Linked DNA regions of Gossypium hirsutum: region 1 is linked to region 2. The links are chromatin contacts, called in public Hi-C maps. All regions are on one chromosome and are shown on one strand. Each heading gives the region's core, a stretch centred on a gene start, on an enhancer-like site or on the middle of the called end of the contact. The rest is flanking DNA. Distances are from core to core; before and after follow the strand shown. Region 1 has its middle 19 kb from the start of LOC107930123. Region 2 holds the start of LOC107930109 (cyclin-dependent kinase C-2).

Region 1 (5,977 bases), core at 3,313-5,812, 97 kb after region 2:
ATTGGGTCCGATTGGAAGAGGTCCAAAAGCCCCTCATGTTAATGAGAGGGACAACAAACCTTAGTTTTATTAACTAGGGTTGCCGCCCTTTATACTCCTAGTTAGACTAAAAGTTTGTTTTTCTAGTTGAATAAATTTCTACAATTCAACAAGGGTTCTACTTCTTCTCCCTATAAATAGATGACATCGGTAGAGCTAAAAATACAACTAAAATATATTGTTACTGTAACATCCCTAACCCGTATCCGTCACCAGAACAGGGTTACGGAGCGTTACCAAAGTTTTTAGAACATTTACAAATAATTCATGTCATATTCTATTTATTTACCGAAATTATTCATAATGTCCTTTAAATGGACCATCGAGGCCCGATATGAGCTTTAGAATCGAATCGGGACTTAATCGAGAACTCTAAAATTTTTTTGTGACATTTCAAAATTTTTCCAAGTTACAAGGTTCACACGCCCTTGTGACCCTAGAACACACCCATGCTACAGGCCGTGTTCGACCCCGTGTAACTCTCTGATTTGTGCTACATGGCTGGGCACACGCCGATGTGCTAGGCCATGTAACACACACGGCTGAGACACACGCCCGTGTCTCTGCCCTTGTGCTGGATTCTGAGTATTCTGTTTTTCAAATTTAAGGTGCAAGGGACACATGGCCAGACCACACACCCATGTGCTAAGCCATGTGTCACACACGGTCAAGACACACACCCGAGTGTCTACTCGTGTAGACAAAATAAAGTCATTTCTAGCTTCATTTTTCACCCAAAACCTTGCCACAAACCTACACCAAAACTTACATTCATAAAAAAACCAATCCAATTATTTTAATCAAGCTAATTCTACCATTTAACATGGTATATCGTCACATGCTTTCATACTTTTAATCTTACCTTATTAAGCATACTTGTTTAACCTTTCTCGATCAATCAATGATAAACAGTTATGTTATCACCATGAAATAATCTTAATATGTATATATATATCAATACATAATCATCACTAGCCATTCTAATGGCTAGATTACAATAACCATTTACATTTACATGCCAATATGGCCAATTAACCTATACATGCCATTATAACCACAATTGTTTTACCATATGCACCAAAATGAGCTAATGGATAGTGTGAAGCTTCTGATTTGCTATAAAATAGGGAAATAAAACTAAGCATATAATGCTTAGTAAGTTCGTATAACATGGTATTTAACTTACCATACATTGTATTACAAGATAAACATGTAAGGCACATTCAATCAATTTGATCTCAAGCCCTACACATATCCTCATTGCCCTTGTTAGTCATACATTCCATAATAACATCAAAAACATAAATGGGCTCAACACAATCAGATTTTTGAATATATATACTTTCCATATCACGTATCCATATAACACATATAAATCATATCTTTATATTATAAGTATATTTTCATAACAATTCATATCGAGTTCAGATTATTCCATGTCTGAACTTTACTCATATAATTTGAAATATCAATGTCACACGAGTAGTACAGTCAATGTGTACAAATCTATAATCAAGGATGAACATACTCATCAAATAAATTCCATGTACAAATATCATCATCCCATGTTTCCATATATCAATTATCATGTATTATCATTTCATGTATTTCAGGAAGATACGTGTAATAACTCGTTTCTTATTCATATCTTCTTATGTCTGGATTGTTACCCTTGAATTTATTCGGAATATCGATGGATACACAAGTAGTACACTCGAGGTATACGAATTAGGATCTGTCAATTCATGTCCAATAGTACCAATAAGGTACTATCTCAGAGAGTACACTCTCGAGCCACACATGTCTACAATAGGATTATCAATTCACGCTAAATCCTTTTTATGACATATGCTCTAAAGAGCTTGATCTAGATTACCCGTCCGGACTAAATCCAATCCATAACATATACTCGAGAGGACTTATATCAGGATTACCAGTTTAGGCTGAATCCTTTTTGTAATGAGGTCAATAGGATTACTCGTCTGAGCTAAATCCCGTCAACAACAAATGAAGGACCTCATTCAATAAGGGAAATCACACTTATCCATCGATTTTCATTTATTTAAATTGGGTTTAACATTTTTCAGGCATTAGCAAGCATGTAATTATTTTATACATCTATAACATTCATAAAATTCAAATAAACACATCTCACATTCATTTCAAGCATAAAAGTAACATTTTTATCATTTATCATTTATCGGACATTATCATTGATCGGGCTTTGTCAGATATATTTTCAATGTCTTATTTATATGATATTTGTACAATTCGAAAACACAACATTAAATTCAATTATATAAATATGCACAATTTAGTTACACGAACTTACCTCGACAAATGTTTGTATATGTAAAATCTACTATTTCGACATTTTTCTCTTTTCCTCGTTCTAACTCCAAATTTGGTCTATCCGGATCTATACGAGTAAATTTAACATAAATTTAATATAATTTAAACTCAATTCATTCCAACTCACATCTTAGGAAAAATTACCATTTTACCCCTAAACTTTTAATAAATGACGATCTCGTCTTTAGGCTCAGAAAATGAAATTTATGCAGATTACTCCTTATTCCAAGCCTAACCAAAAATTCAATATAAAATTTACAGCACATGTATTCTATAAAATTCAAAATTTTTCTTCAATTTTCACAACTTTACATTTTAGTTCCTAAATAATTTTTCATCAAAAATCACTTTGTAAAAGTTATTTATCTATCAACAACCTTTCTTATTCTACCATAAATTTCAAATTTTCAGCATATTCATCCATGACATAATTTCTATACTTTGATAAAATTTCAAATTGATCCCCCAAATAGATAGATTAAGCTATCCCAGTTTCAAAAATATACAAATTACTAAAAACGAGTCTTGAATACTTACCTAATTTGGCCAAGAAAGCTTGCTTTCTCTTTCCCAAGGTTTCTATGGAATATTTGGGGAAGAAGATGATATAAAATGATTTTCATTTCTATTTAATTATTTATCATCTTTTAGTTTTATCACTTTCCAATTTAGTCCTTAGCCTTTTTCTAATTTTCCATGGATAAATCATCCAAAAATATCTACTAACTTTTCATTAATGGTCTAATTCCATATAAGGACCTCAAATTTTGAATTCCATAGCTATTTGATTCTTATAGCTACTAGAATTCAACTTTTGCATTTGATGCGATTTGGTCCTTTTCACAATTAAGCACATAATCGATAAAAAAATTTTACGAAATTTTCACACAACATTATTATCATATTATAGACCATAAGATAATATTAAAATAAATTTTCTTTTCGGAATCAGATTTGTGGTCCCAAAACCACTGTTTCGATTTCTCTAAAAATGGGCTATTACGATTACTCTGCCCAAAAATAGAGAGTTTTCTTATCAAAGTATTAAATTTATTTTCTGGAATAACAATTTTGTTGTTTCTATTTGAGAAGAGAATTTTTGTTTTCACACTAAAAGTTAATAGAACTATTTTTGGTTTTGGGTTTGATTCAAATCATTCGAGGCCACACTCGAAGCTGTTCGTACTACAATAATAGTGAAGAAAGTTGTTTAGTTGAAAGCTTGGAACGATAAGGATCCATCTAGCTGAAAACATAGGTGCAAATTCAGTAATTGGTTTATTACTATAAATATCACAAATTGGCTTGGTTTTCAAAATTTTTCTCCATTTCTATTGTTAAAAATAGGAATGACTAACAGAATAACTAGACAACTACAAATGGCATGCCATGTGTACCTCATGTCGATGTACAGGGACTAGTTTTTAACGGTAAAAATGGATGAAATTTAGCTAGAAGGACCAATTTTGTATTTGTTCTAATGTATAGGGATTAATTTACTAATTTTATTAGAGAGGGCAAATGCAATCCAACTCTTAGTACAAGGGCCTCCACGGTGCTTTTACCAATAAAATCTAAAGTTTTGTTAAAATTCAAGGATCAGAAGCATATTTTGACCAACTTTTTAGCTTTTCGCTCACTACTGGAAAAGAAATCATGCCTATTATCTTCCTTGAGTTGATGATCATACATTTTCTCTTTTCTAATTATAATAACTAGTTTATTTGAACATTTTTACTTATAATATCTTCATAATATTTATTGTTTTGTTAATTTATTTCAAATAATATGCAATATTTTTATTTAATCTATGTAAATAAATATAATAATAACATATATAATCAATTACATATATTAAAAATTATACTTTTAGTCATTTTTCGTTTTCATTATAATTTACCTTACTGTAATTGTTATATTTAAATTTAACATATATATTACACTATTAATTTTAATTTCAGTACCACATTATCGAATCTTATTATTCTAATCTCAACGAAACTGACGTGGAAATAGACCTTAAAGCAATAAAGCAACCCTTTGTGATCCTGCTGCTCATCACCTTCCTTCTGTCTATACTTCCTTGAAAACAAATTTGTTATAAAAGCCAGCCCACTTCAGCCAATGGCTTCTGTTTCCCGGTTTGATACTATGATTTGGTTCCGGTAATAAGAGCAAGGTTCCTTGCCATTGCAATATAAATCAGCCATAGGCCCAATCCCCAACACTAGCTTCGGGCCACTTTTATCCAATGGAACGGGATAACCTCCAACTCCACCTTTAATATACTGTATTTTTGTTTAGATTTAATAGGATAATATGTCTCAGGCTTAGCTAAAAATTGTATCATCAATCTTAAACCAACGCCCCTCCTGTTGCAAAACCCAACTACAAGTATGAAATGTATTCACAATGATTCTTCTAATAGAAGGAAAGAGTCAAGTAAAAAATAAGGTAAAAGTTGATAGGTTTAGCTCCCAATCCGTTACATCAATTATAAAATTAATCTCTTCAGTCAGAGCTCTAAGTTATAGTTTTTTTTTTTTAATAAAAATTTCTTTGATGCACTTTTTATCACTTATCATTAATGAATTAATATTTTTTAAAAAATCATCATTAGATTCTTGAGTTATAAAGAAATCATTACTAGAATCGACTTTAATAGATGAAATGTGAGTCACGAGTTAGATATTGAGTTTGTTGAATTAGAAGACTATGATTATATCATGATTATTTTCTTTTTTTGAAATGAAGGCTTCAAATGATAATTCCGTTCAGCAAGTCAAATAGTATTCGCAAGTGTAAGATCATGAAGCTCGTGGAAATAACCCACTCCAAATTAGACCCCATTTTTAGAATTTAAGCCCAAACAACTAAGCATATTGTTGATATTATTTAATTGGCCTACACGTAAAAAAATAATCTGAAACATCAAAATCTACCTCTGAAATAAATTAGTAAAACAAAGATAAATCCAATATTACATGAGAAAATTTTATAAAAAAAATCCATTCAAAAACAACTTTCGTCGTGAATCAAAACGAGACTCAAAGTTGTCATGCGAGCCTCCGCCCATGTCGAGTCGAAGCTATCAAAAGCTTTCATCGCCATTTTGCCCAAGACCATATTGTCCTCGTCTCATGCTATACACCCAAGTCCGGTCGTACGCGTGCTAGCATTCCATGCAGCATTAACATTAATTTTCACATGGCTCGGGCCTAGGGCTCGCCACCATTCAACCTGCGGCTGCCTTGGCAGATGAATCAAATTATGGACACGAAACTTCTCATGTAGTGATTGCGCAAAGTTTATTGGAGGAGGAGAGGAGTGAGGGTTTGAAAATAGAAAGATGAGATGGGAGAAAAAAACGAGAGATTAGGAAAAATAAAAGTAAAGTTAGCTATATATACCATTTGAATAATGAATACTATACTTTTTTTTCCTTAATTAAAAAATCCTATACGGATGAATGTGTAAATTTTATCAAGGTAAATTAGATTTTTACTGACGAATTTGAAGTAATCTTCAATACATCACATTCTATGATAGTTTAATTGACCGTTAAGATGGTTTTAACTTATATTGA
Region 2 (5,588 bases), core at 2,208-4,707:
GTACCTGAGAAGGGTCAAGAGTCAACATCCTCTCCAACAATTCCAAAGCATGACGGTCAAAACTATAGCAAATTGACAGATATGTCTGTCAGTGATAAGATAAATTTCAAAAAATACTCGAGAGTTTAAAATATCACATGCCAGCATAAGTAGACCAATATCTATAAATAAGTTCCAGGCACATGACACCAATGGGAGGTTACATTGGCCAAGGATCAGTTCCCTGATCCCACATATCAGCATTATGACTAAAAACTTCTCAAGGGGGAAAAGTGCTACATGACAGTGTAAGTGAACTTACTGCCTAAAAACTTCGCGGAGACGTCTCTTCATTGGCCTTGTTGGCTTGAAGTTGTTGTACCAAGGAATCTTAGAAACCCCAGGCCAGTTGACTTCATCTGGTGCTCCACACAGCTCGAATATTTTGTTTAATTGTTCTGGCTGCAACAATTACCAGTACAGCATTTCATACTGGAGTCTTGCAAGCAATTACCAGATAAAGGCCCATGAAATAGGAATACCTTTCAATATGCAAATGAGTGAGTACATGTGTACGCACATGATTTTGCATGTGTGTGTGTGTGTCTAGGAGTGAATTTTCACCCAGAGTTTAACATGATAACCCTGTACTGGTATAACTTGTAAGATCTAGTGTCAATCCAAAACTTCAACAAACCATAGACAAGGCTATACAAATAAACCAGTAATCCCTCTTACGAAAATAATTCTCTGATAGATGGAGAAACGACTATACTTTCATATTCTAGCAAAGGCTACATAAAAAATAATAATAATAATAAAGATATGCAAATAAGTAAAACATAAGGCAGATATACGGATAATTGGGAGAAAAGAGATGATATCAATGCTCAAATTTATTATTTCAATTTTCTTCTTGGGAGCTTCTTTTTGTTTTCATCAAAATGTTCAACTTCAGAGGTAAGATCTCTAGACGCTTATATCATCAAGAAGTAATATATAAAAAAATGACCAGAACACTTTACAAGTATCAAAGAAGATCTCAGCTATCAATACAACCAGGATTCTACAACATTGATTGGATATTCCAGGGCATAAGATGTAACAACCTTCGATTATGTTGTATCTTTCTATAAAACTCAATCATTTAATCCAAAATAAAGCAACTAACCTCATCTTTTCCAGGAAATATAGGCTTCCCATGCAGGAGCTCAGCAAAGATGCAACCAACAGACCACATATCAACAGCTGGACCGTACTTGGTTGCTCCAAGAAGCAGCTCCGGAGGTCTGAGAAAATAAACAAAAATGAGAAGGAAACACAGCACTAGTATTTTTTTCATTAAATACATTTCAAGGTTGTTAGCATACGCTTTGTTATTACTCCACAAACTCGGGCTTGAAATAGCTCAGCAGCCTACCAAGGACTGAAGGATCCAATAAGGATCAGCCTAACAGGCCCAGGCCACGCAGGCCCAAAAGGAATTTTCCCTTGTGTGAACACCGTGTTCACACCTGCTAAAAGTTTTAGCATCAAGAAACTTCTACAGAAATTCTCTAGCTCAGTCAAAGAACATATGAAATATGAGGAAATTAACGGCCCTAAAAGATAGGATCTGCTCCCCGTGATGGAAATTAGGTATGGACATCTGCCCATTCGTCTTTGGGCAGAGAACAGAGACCTATAAATATGGAAAGGTACTCACTAAATAAGGTAAGCTCTCAAACCGTGCTAAATTTCTATCTCACTCAACCCTTAGTCCTTGAACGGTTGAACCTATACTGACTAAAGCATCGGAGGGTGCTCTGGAGTCCAAACTCCGATGCCCTCCTAATATCTTTTCCTGTCCTTGCAGATCGATCACCCAAATGATCCATCCATTCTCTTAGTCCTCTCACCAAAAGTTTCATCAACACAGTTCAACCCAAGAATAAAAAGACACATACCTGTACCATAAGGTAATAACACGATTTGTAAGGTTTGCATTATGATCATTTGAGAATGAACGGGCAAGACCAAAATCAGCAAGCTTGAGGTTACCCTCGTTGTCTATAAGAAGATTTGAGCCTGCATCAATGAATAAGTAGAACCTTAATTTGGATTTCATAGTCAGGGACAACATTATATTAAACAAGGGGATATCAGGTATGCAGGTAAGAACCTTTGATGTCACGGTGAAGTACTTGATTTACATGACAATAGTGAAGCCCAGTAAGAAGTTGCCTCATGTAACACTGGACGAAAGGGTAGCATGGTTAGAAGAACAAAATTATGATGATTGAATGCAGAGTGCTCTCCCTCTCTCTCTCTCTCTCTCTCTCTCTCTTCTCTATCCTTTTTGCCTATAAAATGGGTTACCTTAATTTGGGGAACTGAAAATCTCATCCCAGGTCGATCAGCAAGGCCAGTCAAATCATGGTCCATGTATTCGAAAACCATATAAATTCCACCTTTATACTTGTTACCATCTATAATGCAAAAAAGGGAAAGAGTTAAACCATAGCAAATATTAAGTGTGAGCCGATAACACCTTAATCAGGAATGGTACAACACTTGCCTGGTCTCCCCTGCTCATCCTTCTCCGGACCTACAATTAAAAATAATATAAAACCAGGAGATATGAAGGAAAGGTTAAAGGAGTAATTTTAAGAAGTAGGAGTCAAATCAATAAATGCATTAAAAGCCAAAGGGGCAATTGCAAAATGACGAGCACGTATAATTACCCGGAGAAGTAACAATCTCTTTGAGCTTAATTACATTCTCATGGTGGAGCTTCTTCAGAATTTTAATTTCACGAATAGCTGTTATGGGAAACTGTACAAGTTTGTAGAGAAAGAGCAATTTTTAGCTATGATTTCTTTGATTTATATGAAACATAAATGTATAAGGCGTGAACATACTCCTTCTCTCTCGTTGTCCATGCGTATTTTCTTCAAAGCAACAATTTCACCGGTCTTTATTTCCCTGGCCATGTAAACTTGGCTGCAAAAACATATAGTACTAGAAATTGAATTAAACTGGCAATGAATGGTTATTAAGCAAAGAGAAATTAGAACGCCCTATTTAAGAAAAATAGAGAAACAAACATAAACCCTAAATTGAAAATAAGAGGAAGGGAAAGCAGAAGAACGGACCCGTAGGTACCCTCTCCAATCTGCTCGAGCTTTTCGAAACAATCGACGCTTCTTGATCCCCAGCAGGGCGACTCGTTCAGATTAAGCTGCCCTGCCCCTGCTATCGCCATCTGATTCTTTGATTGAGAATCAATTTAGCAGCTACTTAAATAAACACACAATTCCCTGCAGTTGAACCGAAAGGCCGAATACTGACTACATCAACGGCGGCGGATTTGAACAACTCACACTAGCAGAGGTTCTCAATATACCTAATTGCATGCAAATTCCCCAATTCCACATTCCAAAGGCATTGCCCCGTTCGCCCTGTTTCCCAAACTTCAAATACTAATACGGTTTTCCTTTTTCTTATCTTGTAATATTTGCTTTGCTTATTTAAACCCAACCCAATATCACTAGGCCCAAAACTAAAGTCTAAACTTCTCTTTGAAAATACCACGTATTTTCTTAGCAAATAAAAGAAGACTCACGAACAAGTGGCGGAGCCAAGTGGGCTTGCAGGTCCCGTCCTTTTAAAATAAAAATTTTATAATTTAAATTTTTATAATTTAAAATTTTTAAATTAGTAATGAAAAAATTATAATTTGGTCTTTTTAAAAATGATAAAAATTTAATTTAATCCATTAAAAATTATAAATATATAAATTATTGAAATAATGAAATTACATAGTTACTATTATAAAAATATATAATTTAGTTCCGCACCCAAATAATTTTCTGGTTCCGCCACTATCACGAACACAATACTTACAAAAAAGGTGAAAATGGAAAATTATTTGAATGCCAATATGATATTAAAATTTTTTTAAAGACTATTTTAAAAGCATTTATAACCCTCCAAAAATAAGTATTTATAATCAACCGAATCAAAATAGTTCACAATCAATTGATAATTTCTTAATTGGTTTGGAGGTTCCTCAATACTAGAGAATCTAAAATATTTATTAAATTCTCCATTCACAGAAAAGAAAGTTATAAAAATAATGTTTGATTTGAGATGTCTTAAAGCACTTGAACCGAATGCAGGATGTAGATATTTGGTTTCAGATCCACGGCTCAACTTCCTCAACTAAAGGAATTAAATAAAATGTTCATTATGCCAATCCCATAAGGAAAATGTCTAGAAAAGGTGGGTCATTTTCGCCCAATAAGCTTGTGCAATATGGTTTATAGGGTTATTTCTAAGATTTTGATTTCGAGAATCTAGTCCATCCTTAATGAGATCATCACTTTGTTTCGAAATGCATTCATCAAAGGTAGCCAAATTAGTGATAATGTTGTTATGGCATTAGAATTGCTAAATCTTATAAAAAAGAAGAAGAAGAAGGGAAAATGGTGCATAAGTGCTCTAAAACTTGAAACGAATAAGGCGCATGATAGGTTAAATTTGAATTTTGTTTGAGCAATTCTATGTGCTATGGACTTTGATGAGAAATGGATAAATTTAATTATGCAATGCATATAGACAGTGTCTTATCATATTGTTACTAATGGGGCCCGCACAAGTTAATTTAACCTATAAGGGGCATTAAGCAAGGTGATTGTAACGACTCGATTTTTAGTGATATCAGAAATTGCAGTTTCAAAACTCCATTTCCATAAACTGAGTCCATAAATATTCAATTATGGAGATAATATAAAATATTTAATATGAATATTTATGGAGATAATATAAAATATATTAAAGATTGGTCCAGTAGTTTTTCTGAAATAATAGTTAATTAAGGCTCAGGGACTAAATTGTAAAGTTTCAATCGTTATAGATTTTTAATTGACAAAAGGTTTGAGGATTAAAATAGCAATTAGCCAAAGGTCCTAAATGACAATCGAACCATTTTTAAATAGGAGAATGTGGATGATGATGGTAAAATCAACTAAAGTTAGATTAAAGTTAGATTAAGTTAATTAAACCATGATTATGTTAATTAGATTAGTTTAATTAAACTTTAACAAAACTAAGTTAGTGGGAAAACATGTGAAATCCATCCTTCAACTTCATCTCCTTGCCATCCATGAAGAAGAAAAACCTAAGGAAGCTTAAAATCATTTGGCCATGATTTGGTAGGTAAATTTAATTCTTGTTCTTGTAATTTTTATGAATTTGAGATCATGAGAGCTTAATTCAGCTAGACCATGTACCAAACTGTGAAACTATTAAATTTTTATAAATTTTTTATTGTTGATTTCTTGAAGAATTGGGCTTGAATTTGATAAATTTTAAGCTTAGAATATGAAAAGGACTAGATTGTAAAGTTAATTTAACTTATTGTTAAATTTTGTTACAGTAGGGACTAATTTGAATAAATTTAAAAAATTTCATGAAATCATATTATAAATAAAACTATAAGGCTCTAATGAGAATATATGAAATCGTATTTCAATCCGAAGCTAGGAATTGAAAGTTAAGCTTATCCCAAGTTTAGGGACTAAATTGAATAACATGTAAAATTTAGGGGAAATTAAAAATAAATTTTC

The links. A called contact is a pair of places that touch in the nucleus more often than the background predicts.
Region 1: a Hi-C map of leaf shows a contact between it and region 2, with 2.3 times the contacts expected there. The contact joins the enhancer-like site here to the promoter of LOC107930109 in region 2. A contact is called at or near these places in 8 of 34 Hi-C or Micro-C datasets (leaf and petal).

What each region holds. Positions count from the first base shown.
Region 1 is chrA08:109,249,754-109,255,730 of Gossypium_hirsutum_v2.1, forward strand. No RefSeq gene overlaps it. Among protein-coding and RNA genes, the nearest start is that of LOC107930123, 19 kb to the right of the region's middle. Within about 2 kb of position 4,563, at least 3 of the 9 cell types and tissues checked have an H3K27ac peak or open chromatin away from gene starts, as enhancers often do. A contact at or near this core is called in leaf, where this site is marked.
Region 2 is chrA08:109,153,573-109,159,160 of Gossypium_hirsutum_v2.1, forward strand. It overlaps LOC107930109 (cyclin-dependent kinase C-2), which reads right to left and starts at 3,458. Exons shown (of 12, transcript XM_016861677.2): 1 at 3,114-3,458; 2 at 2,880-2,961; 3 at 2,703-2,793; 4 at 2,537-2,566; 5 at 2,338-2,447; 6 at 2,141-2,213; 7 at 1,926-2,046; 8 at 1,151-1,268; 9 at 302-441; 10 at 5-62. The coding sequence starts at 3,223.